3 separate regions of the Macaca mulatta genome follow, and all the other regions are linked to region 1. The links are chromatin contacts, called in public Hi-C maps. All regions are on one chromosome and are shown on one strand. Each heading gives the region's core, a stretch centred on a gene start, on an enhancer-like site or on the middle of the called end of the contact. The rest is flanking DNA. Distances are from core to core; before and after follow the strand shown. Region 1 holds the start of ZNF420 (zinc finger protein 420). Region 2 holds the start of ZNF585B (zinc finger protein 585B). Region 3 holds the start of LOC100424957.

Evidence for each region. Hi-C and Micro-C count contacts between places; a contact is called where the count stands out from the background.
Region 2: a Hi-C map of fetal cortex germinal zone shows a contact between it and region 1, with 4 times the contacts expected there. The contact joins the promoter of ZNF585B here to the promoter of ZNF420 in region 1. A contact is called at or near these places in 3 of 14 Hi-C or Micro-C datasets (CD4 T cells, cortical neurons and fetal cortex germinal zone).
Region 3: a Hi-C map of liver shows a contact between it and region 1, with 2.3 times the contacts expected there. The contact joins the promoter of LOC100424957 here to the promoter of ZNF420 in region 1. A contact is called at or near these places in 3 of 14 Hi-C or Micro-C datasets (cortical neurons, fetal cortex germinal zone and liver).

What each region holds. Positions count from the first base shown.
Region 1 is chr19:48,236,726-48,241,755 of T2T-MMU8v2.0, forward strand. ZNF420 (zinc finger protein 420) reads left to right here and starts at 1,884. Exons shown (of 7, transcript XM_077982477.1): 1 at 1,884-2,027; 2 at 3,812-3,855. All of the region lies in intron 1 of ZNF875 (zinc finger protein 875), which reads left to right. It overlaps LOC144337456 (a long non-coding RNA gene), which reads right to left and starts at 1,558. Exons shown (of 4, transcript XR_013410619.1): 1 at 1,503-1,558.
Region 2 is chr19:48,356,332-48,361,361 of T2T-MMU8v2.0, forward strand. It overlaps ZNF585B (zinc finger protein 585B), which reads right to left and starts at 1,971. Exons shown (of 5, transcript XM_077982393.1): 1 at 1,942-1,971. All of the region lies in intron 1 of ZNF875 (zinc finger protein 875), which reads left to right. The region is part of intron 1 of ZNF383 (zinc finger protein 383); the gene reads left to right. It overlaps LOC144337446 (a long non-coding RNA gene), which reads right to left and starts at 484. Exons shown (of 2, transcript XR_013410609.1): 1 at 1-484.
Region 3 is chr19:48,330,234-48,335,263 of T2T-MMU8v2.0, forward strand. LOC100424957 reads right to left here and starts at 2,977. Exons shown (of 6, transcript XM_077982396.1): 1 at 2,881-2,977; 2 at 67-282. The coding sequence starts at 138. The region is part of intron 1 of ZNF875 (zinc finger protein 875); the gene reads left to right.

The DNA of each region.
Region 1 (5,030 bases), core at 634-3,133:
TCATTGTTCAACTATGAGTGAGAATATGCAGTGTTTGGTATTCTGTCCTTGCAATAGTTTGCTCAGAATGATGGTTTCCAGCTTCATCCATGTCCTTATAAAGGACATGAACTCATCCTTTTTTATGGCTGCATAGTATTCCATGGTTCATATGTGCCACATTTTCTTAATCCAGTCTATCATTGATGGACATCTGGGTCGGTTCCAAGTCTTTGCTATTGTGAATAGTGCCGCAATAAACATACGTCTGCATGTGAATCGGACATAATTCTTGCCCGACTTTGACCCACTATATCTCAGTGCAATATAATTATCTGTATTTCACATAGCTATGCCTGATCACACACACAGGTTCATTCACTCAAGAATTCTGGTCCCCAAATTTGCTATTCCAGTCACATTACCAGGAAGAGATCAATGTATTTGATATATGGTCTTGAAAGACCAACTTTTATTAATGTTTTTCCCTCTGAAGGAGTGGTGAAATTATACTCTATCTTCTCTGTGCTGGAAGTTCACAAGTTTTTGATTATTCAAAAATCGTAAAAGGTCAAGAGGTCTTGAAGTAAGTAAAAATAAGTTCAGGTTTACCAACAAACTCTACAGCCTTAAGTTACTTTCTGCCAATCAAGGTTTTCTCATCAGAAAATGAAGTGTTTGACCTAGAATTTGGGAAATCTGACTAGTGCTGTACTGTCCTAAAATTCACTCTTCTTATGTATAACATAATTTTATTGTTTTATTAGTTGATGGCCTCTCAACCTTACCCAGTAATAGCAGAAACTTTACCCTCTAATTAGAAAATAATGGATATCTACTTTTGGCCTACTGTGGCAGAGGAAAAGGCAGTTTACCCTAGGACTGGTTTTGCAATAATCTTTCTAAAAACAAAGAAAAAACTACGTTAATTTTGGATTCTTCCCCATAACACATATATTTGATCCAATAGAAAAATCATGTCTAAATCACTTGTCAGATAAATTGATTATCTTTTCCAGATTACATTACTACTTAAGGAAGAAATAACCTGGCCATAGTATTTTCATTGGCACACGCGATCACACACAGCTCATTTGCTTTTGGCACCCTTACAGACACTGAAATACAAGCACAAGGAAAGCACGTTTATATAACACAAATCACCAGTCAATTACGGACACACACAAAAAAGCAGATATACATGCAGATACCCTTCATAAGCAAACCATGGTAGAGAGCTGTGTAGAATCATCTTACTGTCAGACGATTCTACACAGTGATAAAATCCCATTACTACGCAGCTTAAAGTACAAATCACCTCACACCCCACAGCAGGAAGAATCACACACAGGCAGAAACAACCATACACACCCGGTCACGGAAAGACTCTCGGTCCACCCGGCATCTCCCATTGTCACACACACGCACACACACCCCAAGGGCCTGGCAGGGCACACAGACGATCCTCTGCAAATCCGAGGTTCTGGCGGGTCCCCGCACCGGCCCCGGCTCCTGCCTCGCACCTGCCTGGACGGCCGGTCCCACCCTCTCTCCTGCCAGGGGTAGACCCCGGAACCACTCAGAGCTCGCTCTGGCAGGCCCTGAGCGCCTAACGCCTGCGCACCAAACGTGGGCGGGCGGGCACTCCCAGAAACCTCTGGGGCGCGGCAGGCCGAGTCCACTAGCCCGCGAGAGGTGAGCCGCCCGGGCCTCCTCACGTCCTGGCCGGCCAGCCAGGCGCTGGACTACATTTCCCAGGGGCACCGTGTCCAGAGTGCCGGACTACATTTCCCAGAGGCACCGTGTCCGGAGCGCTGGACTACATTTCCCAGAGGCACCGTGTCCAGAGCACTGGACTACATTTCCCAGAGGCACTGCGTCCGGAGCGCGGCTTCATTTCCGTTAGTTTGCGAGATTTGGAGGCCTCGCGTGGGGAGAGGGCCGCGTCTGTGGAGGAGCTTGGCTCCGCACCTGCTGGGCTGGCGAACCCGAAATCGGGCTTGGAACCCGGGCGCCAGATCTTGGACCCTAACTGCATCTCTGTCAAGGTAGGAGTGTCCGGGGTGTCAGAGCGGACATGCGCGGAGAAAGCGTCGCTGGGGTTACTCGTGTGGCCGTGTCTCCGGTTTTGTGTGCAGGCTACAGCCTACCTGGTATTGGCGACTGCCTGTGCATACACTGGACGTGTGTGGCTGTGGTTTTGTGTATGAACATTTGTGTGACTGTGAGTTGTTTGTGACTCTGAGGGTGTTTGTGACTGCTTACCTGGCTGGGATATACTTACGTGACTGTGATTGTGTGTGTGCCGCGTGTATAATTGGAGTTTGCCTGTGACTATGAAGTGTGTGACAGTTGTGACAAGAGTGTTTGGATGTGCTTGTGTCACTTTGAGTTTGTGTATAAACCTGATATCGTGTGACGGATTTGCCAGTTAAGGTGTGTGACAGTGTTGCTGTGACACGGTGTTTGTGACCGCGTGTTTCCCTGATCTGGTACTTGGTTGGGTGACTGATTGTGTGTGACTGTGGGGTTGTGTGTGCTGTTTTCCTGACTGTGTAAAGAGACTAAAATTGCAGCTTTGAAAGGTTGTTTTTGGCGGTGTCTCTGACAAGGTGCTTGGATGTAATTATATGCCTTGACTTAAAGGGATTTTGTTTGACACGAGGTGGTCTAACAATGTAGCATAATTGGGTGATTGTGCCTCTAGCTGTGTAACTGTGGAAATGTGATTATGTGTGACTTTATGTGGCCATTTGTATAGTCTGTGACCTTATGGGGGTTTAGTTCAGTACAGAAGTAAATTTCTTTTTGGTATTTCTGGGGTTCATTTGGGGCTGAGGTCGGCCTATGGATTATGAGTCCCATGTGGCTGTGCTCCTCCCATGTGGCTCTGAGGACTTAAGGACTTTTTGTTTTGACCACAGTGGTTGCCCTTTCATACATAGCTTGTATTGCTTTATTTCTGTATCCATCCTCGGTTCACCTTGGGAAATGTAGTTATGGGTTCACGACTTCTTCCCTGCGTCCTCTTGCCTTATAGCCTTAAGGGGATTGGATGCAAGGAAGTGGCAAGAAATAAGGAAGTCAGACATTTGGACACCTGAGTGAAGAACAGGAGTTATTTGCGAGCCACAGACCTGGTCTTGGGATGAGAATTTTAGGGCTGATAATACCTTCAAGACAGCCACTGGATGCTGGGCGTGGTGGCTCACATCTGTAATCCCAGCACTTTGGGAGGCGGAGGCGGGTGGATCACCTGAGGTCGGGAGTTCGAGACCAGCCTGACCAACATGGTGAAACCCTGTCTCTACTAAAAATACAAAATTAGCCGGGTGTGGTGGCGCATGCCCGTAATCCCAGCTACTTAGGAGGCTGAGGCAGGAGAATTGCTTAAACCCGGGAGGTGGAGGTCGCAGTGAGCCAAGATCATGTCACTGCACTCCAGCCTGGACAACAAGAGCAAAACTCAGTCTCAAAAATATATATATAAATAAATAAAAAGACCACTGGAAATGTAATGGGATTCCAGGCGTGGGAAAAGTTTCAGAGGGAGTGCTTTAGGAGACAGCAACCCAGTTCTGAACCTGAAGCACTCCACTGCAGGGCTGTCTCCAGTGTACAGCTTTGAATCCAGAAATAAATTCAAGCCCAAGACAGCTGTGACCTGGCCCTTCTTTCTGATACAGAAGGTAGAAGGACCTGTTCTAGTGTCCTCCTGACTTTTCTTTATGTTAAATGAGATTGAGGATGGAGGAAGAGGATATGTTATAATTTAGCATATTCCCCAAGAAAGGCATAATATCTCATTCCATTTTTCTTTTTCTGAGAGTAGAGCCCAGAGGAGAAAGAATGGCTGTTTCAGTAGCAATGTCCAAGGTGAGTATTTCCTCTTTGTTTCCTGAAATACATTTGTTATTACAGGACATAGACATCTTTGTTTTCTTTTTGAAATTTCCTGCCTTCTCACATGATAGAGGGGCAAGGCAATTTTTGGTAGATTGAGAGCAAAGAAAATGTGCCATTAATTGGGATAGATACATCTCAATAGTGGTTAAGTTTAGGAAGAATGGATTCGAGACTCATGGATTTAAAAAGGGGAAGAGGGAAATAGCTCCATTGTGTTATTTGAAAAGGGAAAGAGCTCTATTGTGTTATTTCTGATACAGCACCATTTTGGTTTTTTAACTTTTTATGGAAAGTTTCAAATGTACATAAAAGTATAATGAATATTCCTAGCTTAAAAACGACCATGGCCTGGTGCGGTGGCTCATGCCTGTAATCCCAGTACTTTGGGAGGCCGAGGAGGATGGAATGAGGTTAGGAGATCGAAACCATCCTGGCTAACAAGGTGAAACCCCGTCTCTACTAAAAATACAAAAAAAAAAAAAAAAAAAAAAACCGGGCGTGGTGGTGGGCGCCTCCAGTCCCAGCTACTCCGGAGGCTGAGGCAGGAGAATCGCGTGAACCTGGGAGGCAGAGCTTGCAGTGAGCTGAGATTGCACCACTGCACTCCAGCCTGGACCTCAGAGCGAGACTCTGTCTCAAAAAAAAAAAAAAAGCGATTACTTTCCAATCTTGTTTCATTTATTCTACCTTCAGTTCAAAAATCCTTTCTAGGGCCGGGTGCGGTGGCTCAAGCCTGTAATCCCAGCACTTTGGGAGGCCGAGACGGGCGGATCACGAGGTCAGGAGATCGAGACCATCCTGGCTAACACGGTGAAACCCCGTCTCTACTAAAAAAATACAAAAAACTACCCGGGTGAGGTGGCGGGCGCCTGTAGTCCCAGCTACTAGGGAGGCTGAGGCAGGAGAATGGTGTAAACCCAGGAGGCAGAGCTTGCAGTGAGCTGAGATCAAGCCACTGCACTCCAGCCTGGGCAACAGAGCGAGACTCTGTCTCAAAAAAATAAAAAATCCTTTCTAATTTGCCCTTTTGATTTCTTGACTTATAGGTTATTTTGATTTGTCGTGTTTTCAAGTATTTTGAGGATCTTCTAGAGATCTTTTGTTACTGATTTCTAATTTCGTTACATTGTGTTCACAGAATATGC
Region 2 (5,030 bases), core at 721-3,220, 120 kb after region 1:
GCACTTCTAAATGGCTCATGGGTCAAAGAAAAACAATTACTGGAAAAAAATTTTAAACACTTAGATTTGAACAATAGGAAACTGCTACACATCAAAACTTGTTCACCTTTATATTACAGGCTGAAACTGAAAGAACTGAACTTTTAACTCAGGTCAGAAAGCAAGCTGATCACAGTCCTCACCGATCACCATAGCTGATCCTGCAGGCTCTCAGTCACTGACCACAGACTCCCCTCACTGACTCCTAAACACCAATCACTGATCCCAAAGAGGCCCATCAATGACCCGAGAAATCCCTGTCACAGACAACCATCAACGGACGTCACAGACCCCCATCACCGAGCCCCGAAACCACCATCACTAATTCCACAGACAACTCCTCTATTACTGACTTCACAGAATTCCTAATTGCAACCAACCAAAATCATCACAGAGACCTCTTGGCAATAAAACGTGAAAATACTCCTGACACCAGCGGCGAACTAGCCCTCGGGGACCACTTCCACTTCCGGTCCGACTTCTAGCACTTCCCCTTGTGGTCTGTTGATATTGCGCATGCTCCAAATTAACTTGGAAGCAATTTCCGCCCACAGTCAACAGGGCGCAGACACATCTTTAGAGACATCGTGCAGTTTCCGTAATCGGAGCTATCGGGCAGAGAATATAACCGCGCCCTTATGGTGTTTATTCGTGTGGGCCGCCATCTTGGATGCGTATCGATTCCGTACAGTGGAGGAGTCCGCCTCTTGCAGGGTTGACTAGAGTAAGGCAAGGATTTTCACGTAGAATGCAAGACTGTTACCATAGTTTGGCCACGCTTATACCCAAGAAGAAGACGTTCCTGAAGATAGGATCTGGAGCTTTATTTATTTATGTATTTATTTAATTTTTTTAATACGGAGTCTTGCCTAGGCTGGAGTGCACTGGCGCCATCTCGGCTCACTGCAACCTCTGCCTCCCAGGTTCAAGCGATTCTCCTGCCTCCGCCTCCCGAGTAGCTGGGATTACAGGCAAGCGCCACTACACCCAGCTAATTTTTTGTGTTTGTAGTAGAGACGTGGTTTCACCATGTTGGTCAGGCTGGTCTCGAACTCCTGCCCTCAAATGATCCGCCCACCTCGGCCTCCCAAAGTGCTGGGATTATAGGCGTGAGCCACCGCGTCCGGCTGTTATATTTATAATAGCTAAGTTAGCCCTTGGTTAGGGCACACTGCAGAAAACAATGATTCCCTAGAAGAAACCATGGGGGAACAAGGAAGCCAGGGATCCTGAGAGAAATAAGGAAGATAAGAGGAGGCATTAGGATCGTACAATCTATTTTTTGGAGACACCACTCAGAAGGGTGGATTGGGATCCGAGTTCACTCCTGGGTGAAACCACTAGGCAAGAGGGAGTTATGTCACAATAGATAGTATCCTGCAGGAAGGGAGGTACAATTTTTAATAGTTGAAAACACATTAGGAAATAGGTTAGAAGTTGGGTTAGTACAATCCTCTCCTAGGAGATACCATGGAAGAGGGGTTAGAAGTCTAAGCATCCCCTTTGAAATGGCTCGTAGGAGGCTTTGGGAGGTATAGATATTTTAATCCCCTTAATCTCCATCAGCATCCACCCTAGCTACCTCAAGCATGGCTATAGCAGGCAGCAACAATAAAAATAATAATAGCCTTGGCCAGACACGTGGTTCACGCCTGTAATCCCAACGCTTTGGGAGGCCGAGGCAGGTGGATCATCTCAGTGGGGAGATCGAGACCATCCTAGCCAACATGGTGAAACCCTGTCTCTACTGAAAATACAAAAATTAGCTGGGTGTGGTGGCACACGCCTGTAGTCCCAGCTACTTTGGAGGCTGAGGCAGTAGAATCACTTGAACCCGGGACGTGGAGGTTGCAGGGAGCTGAGATGGAGCCACAGCACTCCAGCCTGGTGACAGAGGGAGACTCCAAAGAGCTGGGATTATAGGCGTGAGCCACTGTGCCTGGCCAGGGAGTTTTTTTTGTTGTTGTTGTTGTTTTAATTGCAAAGAGATGTTGAATTTTGTCAAATGCTTTTTCTGTTTCTATTGTGATGACCATATGATTTTTGTCCTTCATTCTGTTAATGTGATGTATTGCATGTATTAATTTGCATATGTTAAACCATCTTTGCTTCCCTGGGATAAATCCCACTTGATCATCATGTATATAATCTTTTTGACGTGCTATCGGATTTGGTTTGCTAGTATTTTGTTGAGGATTTTTGCATCTGTGTTTATCAGAGATCTTGGCCTGTAGTTTTCTCTTTCTTCTGTCCTTGTCTGGTTTTAGTATAAGGGTGGTGCTGGCCTCACAGAATCAGTTTGGAAAAATTCCTTCCCCTTCAATTTTTTTGGATTAGTTTGAGAAATATTGGAATTTGTTCTCCCTGAAAAGTTTGGTAGAATCAAATCCAAGAAGGGGATGATGGGAACCTCTAATTTTCAGGCAAACTAGACAGTTGTTGGTAATCAGGTGACTTAGTAGTTGTCATTGGCATCTGAAGAGGTGGGCAGTCTTGTGGGACTGAGCAATTAACCTGTAAGGTCTGTGCTGACTCAGGTTAGTGTCAGACTTGAATTCAATTGTAGGACACCCAGGCAGGGAGGGTTGGAGAAGCTGTGTCAGAAAAACTCCACATATTTTGTGTTAGAAATGAAACATTCTGGAAGTATTGAGTGTTGTGAGAGTATATTTTTAAAAACCAGTTTGTTTTTCCTATGCAACTGTATAAAAAGACATATCAAGTCTCACTCCCCCCGCCACCCCAATCACTATAGGTTACCACTATAGGTATTGTTTCCGGTTCACGTTTCCAATACTTCTTTTTTGCTATCTTTTCTTTTTTTAGTGCATATAAACAAATGCTTATGTCTAATCTGATTTCCTTTTCTTTTTTTAGACAAACTATGTTATACTGTTCTATACTTTCCATTTTTTTATATATTCTAGAATTAATGTCATTCTGTAGAGATGACATTTTTTTTTTCTGCTATGTGTGTACCGGCTGCATAAAACTTTATGATGTGACTGTGGTGATTTGAGCTGCTGCCGTTATCAAATACTAAGCATCTATGTGGACCTTCCTCCCTCCCTCCCTCTCTCTCTCTTTCTTTCTTTGACGGAGTTTTGCTCCAGGCTGGAGTGCAGTGGTTCGATCTTGGCTCACTGCAACCTCTGCCTCCCAGGTTCAAGCGATTCTCCTGCCTCAGCCTCCTGAGTAGCTGGGATGACAGGCGCGTGCCACAACGCCCAACGAATTCTTTGTATTTTTAGTAGAGACGGGGTTTCATCATGTTGGCCAGGTTGGTCTTGAACTCCTGACCTCAGGTGATCCACCCATCTCGGCCTACCAAAGTGCTGGGATTACAGGCGTGAGCCACCGCGCCTGGCTGTGGATGTTTACTTCTATATTTCCCATCATCCTCCCTTGGTCTGTCTCTCTGACCACACACAAATAGTACACTGTTTTAAGTATAGAGGCTTTATCACGTACCTCATATAACCTCACGAGGTTATACGTACGTAACTTCAATTCTACTTTCTGTCTCTATGAATACACCTATTCTAGGCACCTCATATAAGTGGATTCATACAATATTTGTCCTTTTGGTCTGGCTTATCTCACTTCGCATAGTGTTGAAAAAGAAAAGAAACTTTTTATCTGAGGAATGCAAGCCCTCTTTACATGATCAGGCCCAGAGAGGGGTTGGGATGACACAGCTGTTGTGGTGGCTCATGCCTGTAATCCCAGCACTTTGGGAGACCATGGTGGGAGGATTACTTGAGGCCAGGAGTTTGAGTAGACTGGGCAACATAGCTAAACCCCCTCTCTATAATTTTTTTTTTCCAATTAGCCAGGTGTAGTGGTGCACACCGATAGTCCCAGCTACTCAGAAGGCCTAAGCGGAAGGATGCTTAAGTCTGGGAGTTTGACGCTGCAGTGAGCCATGATCATACCTCTGCATTCCAGCCTGGGTGACAGAGCAAGACCTTGTCTCTTAAAAAAAAAAAAAAAAAAAGGCTGGGTGAGGTGGCTCACATCTGTAATTCCAGCACTTTGCGAGGCCAAGGCAGGCAGATCACTTGAGGTCAGGAGTTCAAGACCAGCCTGGCCAACATGGTGAAACCCTGTCTCTACTTAAAAAAAAAAAAAAAATTAGCCAAGTGTGGTGGTGGTTGCCTGTAATCTCAGCTACTAGGGAGGCTGAGGCAGGAGAATCACTTGAACCCAGGAGGCAGGGGTTGCAGTGAGCCAAGATCGCACCACTGCACTCCGACTTGGGCAACAGAGGGAGACCCTGACTCAAATAAAGGAGGCTCTGGACAATCTGCTTTTTTCATTTTTCCAAGTTGGAGAAGCTGCCTGCATTCTTCAGCTCATGGGCTCCTTTCATCTTTACACCCAATAATGGCTGGTCATGTCTTTCTCACAGCGCACAATTCCTACACTGACTTTTATGCCTTCTTCCTCATTTCAGACCCCATGTGATTACACTGGGTCTAACTGGACAATCCAGTATAATCCCCCTATGTTAAGGTCAGCTGAGTAGCAACTTTAATTCTACCTGTTAATTTAATTCCCCTTGCCATGTAACATAGTACATTCACAAGTCCCAGGAACTGGCATGTGGGTATTTTGGGGGGAGCGTTATCCTGCCTACTTTAGATGTTGAGGTCATTCAAGAGGAAAATGATAGTTTTGTTAACATGTGATGTTAGAACCACTGAACTTTCTTTTTTTTTTTTTTTTTTTTTGAGATGGAGTCTCGCTCTGTTGCCCAGGCTGGAGTGCAGTGGCCGGATCTCAGCTCACTGCAAGCTCCGCCTCCCAGGTTTATGCCATTCTCCTGCCTCAGCCTCCCGAGTAGCTGGGACTACAGGTGCCCGCCAACTCACCCGGCTAGTTTTTTGTATTTTTTAGTAGAGACGGGGTTTCACCGTGTTAGCCAGGATGGTCTCGATCTCCTGACCTCGTGATCCACCCGTCTCGGCCTCCCAAAGTGCTGGGATTAC
Region 3 (5,030 bases), core at 1,727-4,226, 95 kb after region 1:
TAGTGACAGATCAGAGCTTTCTACTCCTGGACTGAATTTCCACCCCCTGGGACTCCTCTTCCTCACCTCACAGGAGCTTCCATGATCCTCTGGAGCCAGGGCTGAGGATTTCTGAGATGAGGTCCAATGAGCTGGCATGGCCACACTGGGTCTCAACCCTTTTCCTCTAGGGTGTGTGAAGCTTGGCAGTCATCTGTGAACTCAAGCAGAGCTGCTCTGAAGAGGTAGGCTGGAGTCTAGAGGAAGATCTGGCCCAGGAGCTCCCCAGAGACACCCAGAAATCTGGAAAGACAATGTTCCCATAGTTAGTCATTTAATATTCACCACATAAGCACTTCCTGGATACATCAAGGTGCAGGTCCCTGAGCTAAAAACCAAAGCAGTGGTTCTCAAACAGGTATGCATTCAAGTTACGTGGAGGACCTGTTAAATGAAACACAGTTAAAAATTCTCAGCCCTACTCCACAGTTTCTGATTCAGTAGGTCAAAAGTAGAACCCAAGAAGTTTCATTTCTAACTGGTGCCCAAGAAACACTGATGCTGTCAGTACAGGGACCACACTTTGAGAAGCAGCGCTGTGGAGAACATAAAATTTAACAAAATCTGTGATAGGTATTAGTTACAGTGAAATATGGGAAAAGTCACGAGAGACAGAGTAACATCACTGCAGATTTTTTGAACTGCAGCTCTACCACTTTTCACCTATGAGAACAGAAGTTTCTTCACTCTTTTTTGAGACGGAGTCGCTCTCTGTTGCCAGGCTGGAGTGCAGTGGTGCCATCTCGGCTCACTACAACCTCCACCTCCCAGGTTCAAGCAATTCTCCTGCCTCAGCCTCCCGAGTAGCTGGGATTACAGGCATGTGCCACCATGCCCAGCTAATTTTTGGTAAAGACGAGGTTTCACCATGTTGGCCAGGATGGTCTCGATCTCCTGACCTCATGATCCGCTCACCTCGGCCTCCCAAAGTGCTGAGATTACAGGCATGAGCCACCGTGCCCAGCCATTTCTTCACTTTTAATTTCAGAAATGAGGATGAAAATGCTGATCTCAAAGTTAAAAAAATTAAATGAGATAATACTGTAGAGTGCTCAACACCTCCCTGGCACACAAAAATCATACAATACATATCAGCGATTACCATGCATTATCAGATATTAAAACAATATAAAAACAATGTAATAAAAACAAGTAAAACAATAAATATACCAGACAATATTGATCTATGTATGTGACAAAAGTGGTATTCAAATGAGTGTGCATAAGACATTCATTGCATAAATGGCAGTGATATAACTGGCCGGCCACCTGGAAAAAAACAAACTAGATCTCCATCACACACTATTCACTGTAAGCAAATGCCAGCAGGACTGATCACTTAATTACGTGTATTTGTGAAATCCCAAAGATTATTGAAATAAATTTTAGAAGTATATATGTGTATAACACTGTCGTGGGCTGGGAGGGATCTTACTACACGTAAGAGGAAACACAGATGCTATAGCAGAAAAATCAGATAATTTTGATTAGATGATATTTCCTAATTTTATGTTAAAATATACCACAAAAAAAAGTAGGACAATAGATATGAAAATTCACAGAAAAGGAAACAAATGGCAATTAACCAAAAAGATGCCAACTTTAGTAACTGGAAAATGCATCGGAGCAATTAGATATAATTTTCCCTCAAAATTTTAAAAACTTTTAAAATGCAACAATATCCATTGCTGAAAAAGCATTTGGGAAAATGAGTTATTTTATAAATTGTTGGTAGAGCTTGAATTGTTATATTTTGAGCTACTTAGTCATATCTATAACGTATTAAAAATGCACAGAGGCCGGGCGCGGTGGCTCATGCCCGTAATCCCAGCACTCTGGGAGGCCGAGGCAGGTGGATCACTTGAGGTCAGGAGTTTGAGACTAGCCTGGCCAAAATGGTGAATCCCCGTCTCTGCTAAAAAATACAAAAAATTAGCTGGGCATGGTGGCACGCGCCTGTAATCCCAGCTACTCTGGAAGCTGAGGCAGGAGAATCGCTTGAACCTACTAGGCAGAGGTTGCAGTGAGCTGAGATCGCGCCACTGCACTCCAACCTGGGCGACAGAGCGAGACTCCATCTCAAAATAAATAAATAAATAAATAAATAAATAAATAAAGTGCACACAATTGTTCCTAATAATATAATTTCACATATATAAAGCAGAAAAAGAAGGAAGGACAAATGGACAAAGAACCTTTCCAGAGTGACTACTTTACCTTCCTCTAATTAATTAAGCAGACAATCTGTGAGGAGACAGATATATTTTTTGAATATATGCTTAATTAATATCTATCACAATACAATCAGAGAACATAGTACACCGTTTTTATGTAATAGATGTGACATTCATGAAAACTGTCCACGAACTAGGTCATAAGGCAACTTTTCAATTTGAGCATTAAACAGACATTACTTAAAACAAAAAAGGAACTTCTAAATAACTCATGGATCAAAGAAAAAAAAAACACTTAGATTTGAACCATTTTTTATACAAAGAGTCACCAAAACTTGAGAATTTTTATATTAAAGAAGGGACTGAAAATTAAAACGCTGAACTTTCAACTCAGGTTAGAAAGCAAGCTGATTACAGTACTCACCGATCACCATAGCTGACCCTACAGGCTCTGTCACTGACGACAGACTCCCATCACTGACCCCCAAACCTCAATCACTCATCCCCAAGAGCCCCATCAATGACCCGAGAAATCCGTCACAATCAACAACGGACGCCACAGAACCCCATCACCGAACCCTCAAAACAATCTCTAACTCCACAGGCAACCTCGACACCCCCTATTACTGGCTCCACAGAAACCCCAGTCGTGACCAACCAAAATCACCTCAAAGATTTCTCGGTATTGGGATATGAAAATACTCCTGACACCAGCGGCAAAAAAGCCTTGGAGAACCGCTTCCACTTCCGGTCCGACTTCTAGCACCTCCCCTTTGTAGGCTGTTGATATGGCGCATGCTCTGAATAAACTTGGAAGCCAATTTCAGCGAACAGTCAACAGGGCGCAGACACAGCGCACAGTTTCCGTAACGTGGCGCTGTACGGCAGAGAACATGGCCGCGCCCTTGTGGTATTTATTCGTGTGGGCCCCCATCTTGGAAGCATATCCGTTCCGTAGAACAGAGGAATTGGCCGCCGGCAGGGTTTCCTAGAGCTAGGCAGGTATAGTTTACATAGGACGCTGGAGTGTGACTCTTGTCTGACTAGGCTTCTACTCTGGAGGCGAAAGTTACTGGAAATGTGGGTCTGGCGCTGTATGTTGTATTTAGAAAAGCTAAGTTACCCTTCTGAATACAGGACACTGAGGATAATAATTACCTGCTGGAAGAAACCACCAGGGAAAAATCACCAAGCGAAGAGGATCCTGGGAGAAACCACAGGCAGATGATAGGAGGAATCAGGATAGTACAGTCCACTTTTTAGAGATGCCATTCAGGGAAAAGGTGGAAAGGTCACTATGGGAGTCATCTTTTGAGTGAAACCACCCTGAAAGTCTGAGAGACATGTGAATGAGTAGTAGGCTGCCGGAAGGGTGGTACAACTTTTAATGGGAGAAACCACTGTTGGAAATAGGGTAGAAATCCGAGAGTATTAATACAATCCTCTCCTGGGAGATACCACCAGAGGAGGGAGGAGAAGTCCAGGCGTCCACTTCTGAAGGGCTGAGTCGGGTGGGAAGGTGAATAGAGATAACTACCTCAAGTGCAACTATAGTAGGCAGCAATAATAACAACACTAATAGTCTTTAGTATGGCCAACGTGTGACTAAAAGCACCTAAAGAAAACTGTTTTCATTTACCTTGAAGTTAAAATATAATTAATAACAATCGCCTTACCATGTCAATGAAGCTTTTTAAATGCAGTCTCTGACTTTTAGCTTCTCCTCTGTGGAAATTCTGAAGCTGCTTAACACCTCTTTACTCCCGTTTTTGGAGGATGTGGATGAGGAGTTGTAAAGATATAATTCCTTTCACTTGGTGAACTCCTAAACATTATTCACAGCTCAGCTTCTGACAGGAAGTTCTACCTGACAGTGGTGGGAAGTTATCTACCCAATGTGTTCAGTTCCAGCAGGTGGGAAACTTGTTTTCAGGGAACTGAACCTACACTCATGTGGGCATGCTGGATGCCTTCAGACCAGTTATGTCTGTCTCTGGGACTCGGCTTAAAAATATGTTTAGAGAATTAGACTCTGCTGATCTCAGGTTCTCTTTCTTCTCCCAAAGGATGGTCTAAGAAAACATCTGTGGAAGTCCATTAGTGAACACACATTTCTACCACGGGCCTAAGAATTGCTGTTGATTTTGTCAGTAATGCAGTTCTGTTAAAAAGAAGATGACTTATCTTTTAGGGATTCATGTGGAAATATTTATGGGTGGAATAATATTAGCTTTAAAAACTTCACTGAGAAAAAAAAAAAAACTCCACTGAGAAGGGGTATATGGTATTGCAAAAGAAAATGTTGACAAATGTTAAAGCCGGGTGATAAGTAGACAGAATTCATTATAATGTTCTCTTCCATAGTATTTGTGTGAAAATTTCATGGTAAAATTTTAATTTAAAAATAAAGGAATTAAAAACATTTACAAGGAAACATCAAGAAGACAGCAGGTATGGTCATAGTGTTAGGGAAGCAGAAACCTAAGAGACCCAGAGTGACACCATTTTAAGTTCAGCTCCATCTTGAGACTAGCAAGGCACATTCACTGCAAGTCACAAATCATGGTCCTAACATGTTTACAGTGAAGGAAGCATCCCGGTAATGCCTGCAAGGACAAACTTCTAGAACAACAGAAAGTCCAGATGTCCAATACCCATAACAATAAATGCTTTCAAGATCATTATAGTTATACTTTGATGTACTTACACACTAAAATTTTAGGGATAGTTTTCTTTAAATCAATAGAATAATAAATTTTGTCATAATGTCAGGCCACCCACGCATAGGCACAGCTTATTTCAGTCTTTACATAGACA